Linked DNA regions of Mus musculus: region 1 is linked to region 2. A link is a contact called in public promoter capture Hi-C data. All regions are on one chromosome and are shown on one strand. The core of a region is the stretch at or near the end of the contact, and the rest is flanking DNA. Distances in the headings are between cores, read along the strand shown. Region 1 holds the start of Il18rap (interleukin 18 receptor accessory protein). Region 2 overlaps Rfx8 (regulatory factor X 8).

Region 1 (5,271 bases), core at 55-2,554, 800 kb after region 2:
CCATTTGGAACATAGTCTGTTGTGTGGTGCGAGTGGAGAATTTGTTGCGTAGTTTTCCATAGGGCGACCTAAGTTACCACACTACGTCTAGTTTGTGATGCTCTTTCCTATTTTTAAAAATTTCCACACACAGTTAGACTTGTTTCTACACTGTCTCCTCTTCTGTTCCACAGGTCAGCTCTCTCTATTCATGAGGGTGCTCCGCAATGATTTTACTTGTACCAAGTGTTAAAGCCTGAGTTTCCTGTGGTGACTAAGACCTTCATCTGATCCCAAATCTCCTGTGGTTCATGATGTCCTGCTTTTCTCTTCCAAAAACAGTTTATAAAGGACACATTAAGCTTCGAAGGAAAAGCTGTTGATGAATTCACTTCAGGAGACCACACTGGCAGTAACTTTGGGCTTAACTTTAAGGTCTATATTCAGATCTCTGAGGTTTGATAAGGACACTCCCAACGCCCAGGCACTCTGAATGTACCTCAGCCTGAATTAAACCATTATCATGAACAATGCCTGGTCTATCCGTTTCCCCTTCATCCTCAGTATTCCTCCTTTAATCCCATTTAGATTTTGGATTACTGGGCTGTCCCTGTCACACCCTGGGAGTCTAAGCTCATGTGCCCTCATGTGCTTTCCTCTGAACCTGCAATAGGTGGTAGGAAAACCTCAAATCCTTTTGGGATTTGAGCTAGTTCCACAATTAGCATGAATACATGATTTTATTTATTTATTTATCTATTTATTTATTGGCTTAGACCTGCCCTCAGTTGCTAACTCTTCTCTTAGATTTTCACCTTCACCTCAGGTCAACACTTACCTTGCCCCCACTCTGACATGAACTTGGGCTCTGCTTTTATTTTATGCTCTTCTCCAGCCTTGTGCTGAAACAATCCCCATGGTTTGCTGTGCCCCGCTGCTTCAGCTTGTCTTTATGGGGAGAATAGGCTCCGTTTAATTAAGAGGCTTTGGGACTAGTGTGGTCTCACGGTCCTCTAAATTGTTTTAATTACAGTGCAGTTCTTAATTAGGCATTCCACGGTGCACAAGCATAGCCTCCGAGCCTTTCAAAGCTACGGTTATATCACTCTCCTCATTGATAAATTATTGCTCTGTAAAAGTGATGCTGGAGAGAGAGAGTTCATCAGAAGAAAGCCTTTAGGTTTGAAATGAAAGGCAAGGTTGGCAGTGCTTGTTTTAGAAGAAGGGGGAGGAGGAAGAGGAGGAGGAGGAAGTAAAAAAGAACTCCCCTGTTGAGAAACCGTGTCGAATGTTAACATTTGGTACAGGAAATTCCTGTAAAGGAAGCAGGCTTACTCACCATTTCAACTAAACCTAACCACAACCCCTTTCTTGTCAAGGAGGCTGGCCAGAGGACAGCTTTGAATGCTTTATTTCAGGAGTTTTCTTCCGTGGATAAAGGTAGTTTACTTCATTTCTCCTTTGTTATGACTGGGCATTTTCCAACACCAGAGGTCCTTTACAAAATTCCAAGGTTGTCCTTTTCTGTCCAGGTATAACTTATTATTTCAAAACTGTATGGGTTGGATAGTCCTTAAATCTTCTTCAAGTAACTCTCTTGCTAAGAAAAAAAAATGTAGCAGAACCCTTTGAAAATGGGTGTTTTTCACACTTTTTTTTTCAGATGCACAAGCTGGCATTCACTGACATAAAGACTTGAATTTCTTTATTTGTTGTGTATGTAAGAGCAGGAAACAAAGGTAAGAGACCAGAATATTCTTTCCCTAGATTCCTTAACCCCTAATATATATTTTTAAAGGACTTAAAAAGTGAATTGCTAAAGAGTTGCTTTTTGTGGAATATTTTTAATCACAGGTGTGCTATTAGGCAGCAACATTTGTATCTCAGTGTCGGTTTTAACCTTAACTTGTATAAGTGACTAGTTACAAAGTAAACCTTTGTTTTAAACAGTGATTCTTACATTTTATTGAAAGGATTATAGAGGGATTCAATCAAATGCGGGTCAAATCTGAATGGCCACATTACTTGTCCATCTTTGGAGGCAAGCACTGAACAAGCTGCTATGGACCATGTGAGCATTATCAGTATTCTTTGACTACTGCAATTATTAGACTAGGCCATAGCATCTCTTTTTTATTTGTACTTTAAGGGTGTGCACAGGACTGAGAGGCTTCCTGGTGATTCATTCACAGCTTTCATTTTTCTCCTCCCAGCAAAAGCTTTGTTCTTTGAAAAACTTAGCTCATTATTACTCTAAAATATGGTCAAATTGGGTATCTTTTGAATAACTTCAGGCTAACTTTTTCTGCTTCTGAGAAAAAGAGAGAATTTTTAAATAAAAGCCTTCTGGAAAATTTTAGGAAAGAGACCTTGCAGATCTTCAGATCATCTCACCGGCCTCCGACCTCCTTCTGTAGAGAAGGCGAATAGTGGTGGCAAGATGAGAAACTTTGAAACCCTCTTCCTCCAGATATGATTCTCCCTTCTACTACTGAACAGGTATGTGGTCATTGTTTCATAACGGGCACCGTTGCTATGAGTGATGCAACATTTGGTTTTCTACTGGGACAATAAGAATGACAGCACACATGTTTTACAGAATGACAAACTTGAGTTTTACATTTGCTGGTATCTGTCAGTCATTTTTACTCCCATATGCAGAATTGGCAGCCATGTTGGTTTAAGTTGGCCAGTGCTCAACAAGTACGATGCTCTACTCTTGGATGATCTCTTTGGAATTCCTGATGCATTTGGGTAATGGTAGAATGAGATTGTGTAGTCTTTTAAAAACAGACATTGGGAGGCAAGGGCTTGAAGTATGGACTTTTCAGAATGGCTTTGTTCTTGGCTGGTCTGTGGACAAAAACAATAATGGTAGCTACCATGACTGCTGAGAATACTGTATATTCTGAAGATTTTAGTTGGAATATTTTATAGATGTCTAGTAAGCCCACTTGAGCTGTGGTACTGGTTAATGCCCAAGTTTGTTGATGTTTTATCTGGATTGATAAAAAATGGGATATCCAAATCATTTTCTCTTTTTGTAGCTGAGTGAATCTGTTTGTGTCCAGTACTGTTTTTTAGCTGAAATCTGGTACCCCAGTGTTCAGCACATTTACAGTGATTCTGTTTTCTTGATGAATTACTTTGTTTAATAATGTGTATTAACTTTCTTTTAGTATGACATGGGGTCTAATTTCTTAGATATAAATATAACTATTCATGTTTATATTTTTGCTTCAATTTGCCTGGCTTTTATTTGTTTGTGTGTTGGCTTTTATTGTTTCAGATTTAGTCTGTGTGTACCTTTGCTAAAAAGGTGGCTTGACCATTGTCCCTGTGGACTGGGATGTTTGAATACTTGGTCCACGGTTGACAGTGCTGCTTGAGTGGATTAGGAGATGTGGCTTTGTTGGAGGAAGAATGTTATTAAGAACATAAAGATTCCTGAAATTCCCAGTTCACACTCCATGCTTTGTGCTGTTTCACTTAGCCACCATGGACTCTAGCCCTCTGGGACCATAAGCTCAAATAAACTCTTCTACATGTTGCATGGGTCATGGTGCTTGACCACAGTGATAAAACAAAACACAACAAAACGAGCAAACAACAAACAACAACAACAACAACAACAAACCCAGTAACTAAAAGACAAGTGTTTCTTGTAGACAACAAATAATAGGCTCTTACTCTTTACTCTGTTTAGCCAGTTTGAGAGATTTAATCAGCAAATTACAACCACTTGCGCCTATGGCTGTTGTTGAAAGGAGATTGTTTCCTCCTATGTAAGGTTTTGTTGATTTAATTGTCTTCTCCCTGTTTTATGTTAAAGGTTGGTTGGTTTTCTAACTTAGAAATAACTGTGCTATTCCTAATTCTCTTTTGTCTATTTGTTCTTCTCATGAAATGTATTCTTTCATTATCAAGTCTCTCTTTGTTCCCCCACTTGTGTAAGTGTAGGTCTTATTCTTTTTTTTTTTTTTGATATTTCCTTTATTTACATTTCAAATGTTATCCCCTTTCCTGGCTTTCCTTCTGAATACAATGACAGCTTAGAAGTCATGTCACGATACCGACTGTGCTCATCTTTAGCTTTCTTTCTCTTCACCTATTTTAAGGTAACTTTACTGTAAACAGTTATTTCTGTTGCCATTTCCCTGTTCTCACTGCTGTGATACATCACTGGATACTTTCCTTCAGGGATTACATTGAGGTATAATTTGTTTGTTTGTTTGTTTGTTTGTTTTGTGATAGATTTGCCTTAGTAATAAGTTAGCATTTGTTCTTTGGCAGCTTCTAACATTGTTTCATTATTTTGAACTTCAGCATTTTGACTCCCATGTGTTGTGGAGACATCATTCCTCAGTCTGTCTAGGTTCTAAATACTTCTTGGGCTTATATGCCCATTTCCGTGTAGTAATTGGCAACTGTTAACGAATAGTTTTCTGTATATTGTGTATTTCATATTTCTGTTTATTTCTACTCCACTGATGTATGCATGACATGTTTATGTGTCCTTGTTCTCTGTCTCTGATATTCCACTTCATCATAGCTCCACTGTCCATAGCTATGATGTCCATTGTCAAACTTTTATTGAGTTTTTCATTTCTGTTGGTTATTTTCCTGAAATCTCTATTTTCTTCCCAGATGATTTACTAAATCTCCACTTTCTCTTTTGCAATGTTCACTTTCTTATCCATAGCCTGAATTTATTTCTTTACTTCTTTTTGGTGCTTGCTTGCCTCCTCTTTAAAGTAATTAATTATTCTTACTTGCTGACTTTGAATTATTTGCGCAGCAAGGCAATCATTCTGTTGTCCTTAGGCTTAGGAATTGAGGTGTCATCATCACTTGGATGTGTAACATTACCTTAATTAATCATAATTAATTAATTACCTTAATTAATTATGTTAATTAATCAATTAATTGAGCTTCTCTGTTATAGTTTGGGCATTTTTTTCTTTTTCTCCTTTCTTTCTTTCTTTCTTTCTTTCTTTCTTTCTTTCTTTCTTTCTTTCTTTCTCTTCTTTCTGCCTCCCTTCCTCTCTCTCTCTCTTTCTTTTTTCCTTCCTTCCTTCCTTCCTTCCTTCCTTCCTTCCTTCCTTCCTTCCCTTTTTCCTTCCTCCCTTTCTTTCTTTCTTTTCTTTCTTTCTTTCTTTCTTTCTTTCTTTCTTTCTTTCTTTCTTTCTCTTTTTCTGCCTCCCTTCCTCTCTCTCTCTCTCTCTCTCTCTCTCTCTCTCTTTCTTTCTTTCTTTCTTTCTTTCTTCCTTCCTTCCTTTTTTCCTTCCTTTC
Region 2 (5,499 bases), core at 144-2,643:
ATCCATAGGGGACTGAGGTCCCTCAGCATCCATAGGGGACTGGGGTTCCTCAGCATCCATAGGGACTGGCCCTGGAGTTCCTCCAGTGCTCAAGTCCCTTCTATAAAAAGGAGTTTCTGCAAAGAGCATAACTGACTCCCTGATTATGCTATAAGCCATCTCTAGATTACTTAATACTGAAAACTCCTATTTAGGATGTGGTCATGATGTATGTGCATGCTTAGGCCTAACTACCAAGCACCCAGGTTTAGGTTTGGTTGCATCTGAAGATGCTGGCCTTCAGTGTGGCTCCATCTGCAGATATGAAGCCGTAACGTAGCTGTTCTCTGAGTAGGGTGACAAGAGCATATGTGAACTCTTACCACCTCAAAAGGGAAGAGTGGAGAGGGTTTTGCAGCCCAGTGAAGTCAGGGGTGGCTCGGGGTGAGCATCAAGGAAAATCGAGGTGAAGACGATTTCTAGGGAGGTTCTGAGTCAAAGCTTCCATGTCCTGAGGGTGAGGCTCCCATGGGTCATCTCAGTGGTACTGTCCAGAAACAGCCAGAAGGGAATTCCTAGGGAGTGAGTGGGGCAAGGACGGACCCGAGGTGATGATAGAAAGCACCCTTCTGGAGGGAGGGAAGGGACGGTAACAGGCAGAGCACAAGAGTCTCCTGGGCCTCCCGGAGTGAAAGTCTGCACTGACTTTCACTGAGAAGGGGAGAGCTTAAAGTGAGGTTAGCCCTGCGACGGAACAGTGGGGTCATGAGGTCAATGACGTGTCTGGGAAGACCGGATCAGCAACGGCTTAGGTGACTGAGAAGATGGTTAGAATCAGTTATCTGAGGAAGTCAGGTAGAAATGGGTTTCTCTGGCCAGTAACATTGCCAGAGGTTTCCCCGGGGCATTAGCCACATGCTGGCCTGTGCTTTTCTGCTCTTCATAAGGACCTGTGGTAGACCATCCTACAAATCAGTTAGCTACAACTAAGATCCGAGTGGTTTTCAAAGAAACCAGGCCATGTCCCATGACCAAGGAACCCAAGGACAGACTAACCTGTGACAGCTCTTTTTACCCAGCAGGTAGCAGTAATGAGCGTAGAAGAAGGAGCTCTTCTTGATGTAGATCCCATCATAATGATACCTGAAAACAGAGGCGGCCTGTAACTTACCTCCGCATACGCCATTGCAGATAGTCCAACTTCTTGCCTGCCTCTGCAGTGGCTTGGTGCCATATGAATGTACTGTACACATATACACCCATATGTGCATATTGTATGGAGAATTTTGAATGTGCATCTTTTCACTGGCTAGTATCTGTAGGATGATAGTCACAACCCTGGACAGCAGCAGGGAGCCCCACACCCCACAGTGCGGCACCTCTCACTGAAAATGGCAGGCAGGTTAGGTGAACCCACCACATCCTCTACCCATCATAAGACACAGCCCATTACACGCGTTTCGTTGTGGCAGCCTACAAAAGCACTGTTGGGTGCTTGGTTCTGTTTTCTCGGTTTCTCATCTCAGAGAGATGTCCTGGGACAGGCCTCCTGTCCTGACGCCTGACCTTTCGGAGGACTCAGCCTGCAGGAAGCCAGACTCCCCCCACACAGTCTCATCTCCTCTGTGGCATCCAGGAAACTACAGTGTGTGCCCGGGCTAAGAACCAGGTTTCTTCAGCTTACTTCCTGCCCAAGGTTAGATTTGGCAAACTTGCCACTGTCTTCAGTTTCTTTATGGGCTGCTGGCCTTTCCTCTAATTGGCTTCTGTCCCTGCTCACTGATTTCCTGTCTTGATTTTAAACAAATGGCAAAGGACAATGACAACTGTGTGGCAATTATTATAAGGACATGCTTGATGACACTGGAGCTTCCATCCCTGTTAAAACTATCACCACAGGCCCCAGCCTCCTGAATACAACTGATAGGCTAATTGGCCAAATGCTTAAGTTATTTCAGTCCAAAGAGTAATTAAAAGCAATTGGCATTATTCTATGTGTGCAATCATTTGAACATTTTAATAATTGGGCACATTTCTTAAATCTAAAGTATATGTGGTAATCTCTATATTTTAACAAGATTTTGAATCACATGAGCGCGGTGCTGCCTGGAGTCTCCAGATGATTGGGGGTCGGGGGGGGGTAGTCTCAGCCACAGCACCCTTTGGTGAGAGCTGCCGAGTACAGCTTACTCTGTGTCACACATTTTATTGATTATTGTGATTTCCCTGCATTGTCATTTTCTTCATTTAACACAAAACAAACATTAAAACCCTACCTGGCACTTCCTCGTGTGCCCAGCCTCCGGGTGCCCAGGTCAGGGAAAACCAAGCGCACAAGCTGTGGGAATGAGACAGATTTAAAGATGCAGTTTGAAAACTGAAAACAAACTCACTTCATCTACACTTACTGAGGAGCCATACAAATGATCCAAGCTGGTTCCAAAAGGGATACATACAAAGGAAATTAGAACACACCAGATGGGCAAAGTCACAGAATGAAATCCTGGTGTCCCATCTGGGGCAGGTAATGTCCTGGCTTAGGTTCCCAGTACCAAAACTCTAAGGCAGCAGTTCTCAGCCTGGGGGTCTCAACCTCTGTGGGGGAGGTCAAACCTTTCACAGGGTCGCCTAAGACTATGAGGAAACACAGATATTTGTATTACGATTCATAACAGTAGCAAAATTACAGTTGTGAAGTATCATTGAAAATAATGTTATGGTTGGGGTCACCACAGCACGAGGAACTGTATTAAAGGGTCGCAGTGTCGGGAGGTTGAGAGCCTCTGCGTACTGTCCCAACAGTCAGGCTCTCCAGACTGAATTGCTGGCAACGAACTCCGTTTGGTCTTGCTTTCTGCTCTCTTCAATGCTACATTGCTGACTGGCATCACGAAGACTCTCTGGAAATTGGATTATTGACAGCTGTTGGGTCTAGCCTGTGGCTGCTGGGTCTAGCTTGTGGTTGCCGGGTCTAGCCTATGGCTGCTGTTGCTCTTCTGCTGTTTTCCTCTTTCTCTGGTATCATAGCTACTTTCAGAGTTGACCATGGGTCTTCTCATTTCAGAGGGTTTAGTGAGTGGATGGTACTCAACTGTAGAATAACAGTCACTTGGATTCCGATTCTCATCTCCCGCCCGGCTGAGTTACCTTGATGTGTTTTATATTCAGGGACACTACTCGTGTTCCAGTTTTCAACCGGACTCTATCCCGGTGGCCATATCCAGGGATTAACTACAGGTAGGGTATCTAGGCTCACACCTGCTGGAAGGGGAAACCCTGCATGTAGGGACAGTTTAGAAGCCGGGGCAGGGAAAGCCACAGGCCTGCCAATGACTTCTGTTGTTCCTCTGCAGAGCTGTTCCGCCCAGCTCCTGCTTGGCTGTGTGCCGCAGCCTCCCTTTGTATGAGCTCCCAGGAGCAGCATTTGAGAGAAGTGAGACGGGCTTCCCCTTATCTGACTTCTCATCTTTCTCTTGTCCATATCTGTCTGTCTGTCTGTCTACCTATGCACCTATCATCTATCCATCTATCCAGCTACCTGTCTGCCTACCCATCAGGCCTCCATCCATCCATGAGTCCATCTTTAATCTACTTACCCTTGCAGTATCTACACAACAGGATGGAGCAAAGAGATGACAGATGGATGAAAGAATGGATGGACAGACAGACAGATGGATAGATGGATGGATGGATGATCAAATGGAGGGATAGGACAGAAGGATGGATGGATGGATGGACAATAGACAGATAGATGGGCAGATGGATAGGTGGCAGATGGATGGACGAACGGATGGATGGATGGATGGATGGATGGATGGATGGATGGATGGAAGAACAAACTGCCTGACAACACATTCAAGGGGCTTGCATCTGTGGGCATCTGCAGTGAAGCAAAGATGAGGACGTGTGAATGGCTTCTTGCACAGAGGCCCCCTTCCTGGCTGTGAGGGAGTGTGGGAAGGTTAGTCCAGTCACTCAAAGTGTTTTCTGGGAGGCTACTGCAGTTGCCATCTTCTGACAACCCAGAATTCATGTGGGTAGGACGAGGAGGGCCTCAGTAGCTGAACAGAAAGGCCACTGTGAGCACCATCCACAGTCTGTTCAGGCCAAGAATCATCACGCACTTTCTGCAGTCAGCAGGGCAGGAGAAAGATGGGCTTGCCCTGTGTTGTTCTTGAACATGCAGAAAGCAGGCAGATGCCAGCAGGCTCCTCCAGAACACCGACTACCAAGCCAAGGAACACGTACTGGAAAGTGCCCAAGGCGGGTACCAAAGAGCCCACCACACCAAAGGGTCCAACTGGCTCGTATAGAGTAAAGCCTCTCTCATTTTCCTTTCTTCTTCCTTCCTCCCAGGAAGGTTCAATCAACAGCTGGCAGCACAGTCGGAAGGAGAGGCAGGAAACGAGCCTCTACACCTGCTTTGTGGCATGCCACAGTGCTGGAGGAGAAGGGGAGACCACACCACTTGAAAGCTGTGTTGAGTCTGGCCACTCGTCGAGTGTGGTTAATCCCAGAACTTGAGAGGCAGAGGCAGGCAGATCTCTGTGAGTTCAGGGCTAGCCTGGTCTACAAGGCAAGTTCCAGGATAGACAGGTGTCTTGCACAGCCCTAACAAAGCAAAGCAAACAAAACAAAGAATTTGTATACTCTAAGAGGCTGGGGTTTCAAGAAGCAAGCTGCTATGGTTGAGTGGATTAGGAGGACAAGAGACGTTCGCCTCACCCAGGGCTTCCAGGGAGGCCTGCTGCTTGCTCACCAGCTTGTCAGGACAGAAGGAGACAGATGGCAGGACACAGGGACAAGGGCAGGATATGAAGGCTGTGCTTCCTCCCAGCTCCTGCTTGCTGTTCACACTAGTGTGTGTGCACACGTGTACAAATGGACCATGGGAGCAAGTACACCTTTGGGGGTGGGGCCTCAGCCAGTCTTTATTTTTTTCCCTTCTTAACACTTTTCGATTTCCACACTGCTCACAAAGGAGACGCAATCTGATTCTAATCAGAGACACAGTCGTTGACGTTATTTTAGCAGAGGAAGCCAACCTCCGGAAACTCCCCAATCTGTGGAAGATACGGTTTGCGGCCAGAATGAGCACCACACAGAGCACGCCGATCCTGAATCATCTGTGCAGGAACTCCTTCGGAATCAACTCAGTCCCCGGGGGAGGAGGGAGGAAGTGAGAATTGGATATTTTGTTGTTTTTCTTGTAAACATGGTTTGTGGTCATATCCTTTCCCCTTCCTTTCCCTTCCCCGTTTAGAGCAGCTTTGGCACACAGGATACATTCCCAACAATCGGTCCCTTCCACTGGCCTATTCTCTAGGCAACTTGCCAGCCAAACTTAATGTTAGAACCTTGGCATCTCTTGAGTGGATTCTAAGGGAAACATTAAGACAAAGAATTCAAAATAAACGGAGGGGTCAGACACTGAGGTCTCCTTGCTTTCCTTTGGAATGCTCTGCAGCGTGAAACAGCCTCCTGACAAGAACTTTTTCCTGTTGTTCAGTGCAGAGACTG

Evidence for each region. Promoter capture Hi-C pulls out the DNA fragments that hold promoters and counts their contacts.
Region 1: a promoter capture Hi-C map of trophoblast stem cells shows a contact between it and region 2, with 2.6 times the contacts expected there. The contact joins the promoter of Il18rap here to the enhancer-like site in region 2. A contact is called at or near these places in 13 of 39 promoter capture datasets (the 3T3-L1 cell line, 3T3-L1-derived adipocytes, the HPC-7 cell line and 9 more).

The regions. Positions count from the first base shown.
Region 1 is chr1:40,514,058-40,519,328 of GRCm38.p6, forward strand. Il18rap (interleukin 18 receptor accessory protein) reads left to right here and starts at 1,305. Exons shown (of 13, transcript NM_010553.4): 1 at 1,305-1,419; 2 at 1,643-1,718; 3 at 2,340-2,478.
Region 2 is chr1:39,709,123-39,714,621 of GRCm38.p6, forward strand. It overlaps Rfx8 (regulatory factor X 8), which reads right to left. Exons shown (of 15, transcript NM_001145660.1): 3 at 2,256-2,317; 4 at 1,036-1,122. Among named protein-coding and RNA genes, the nearest start is that of Rfx8, 9.1 kb to the right of the region's middle. Within about 2 kb of position 1,394, at least 17 of the 459 cell types and tissues checked have an H3K27ac peak or open chromatin away from gene starts, as enhancers often do. A contact at or near this core is called in the HPC-7 cell line and trophoblast stem cells, where this site is marked.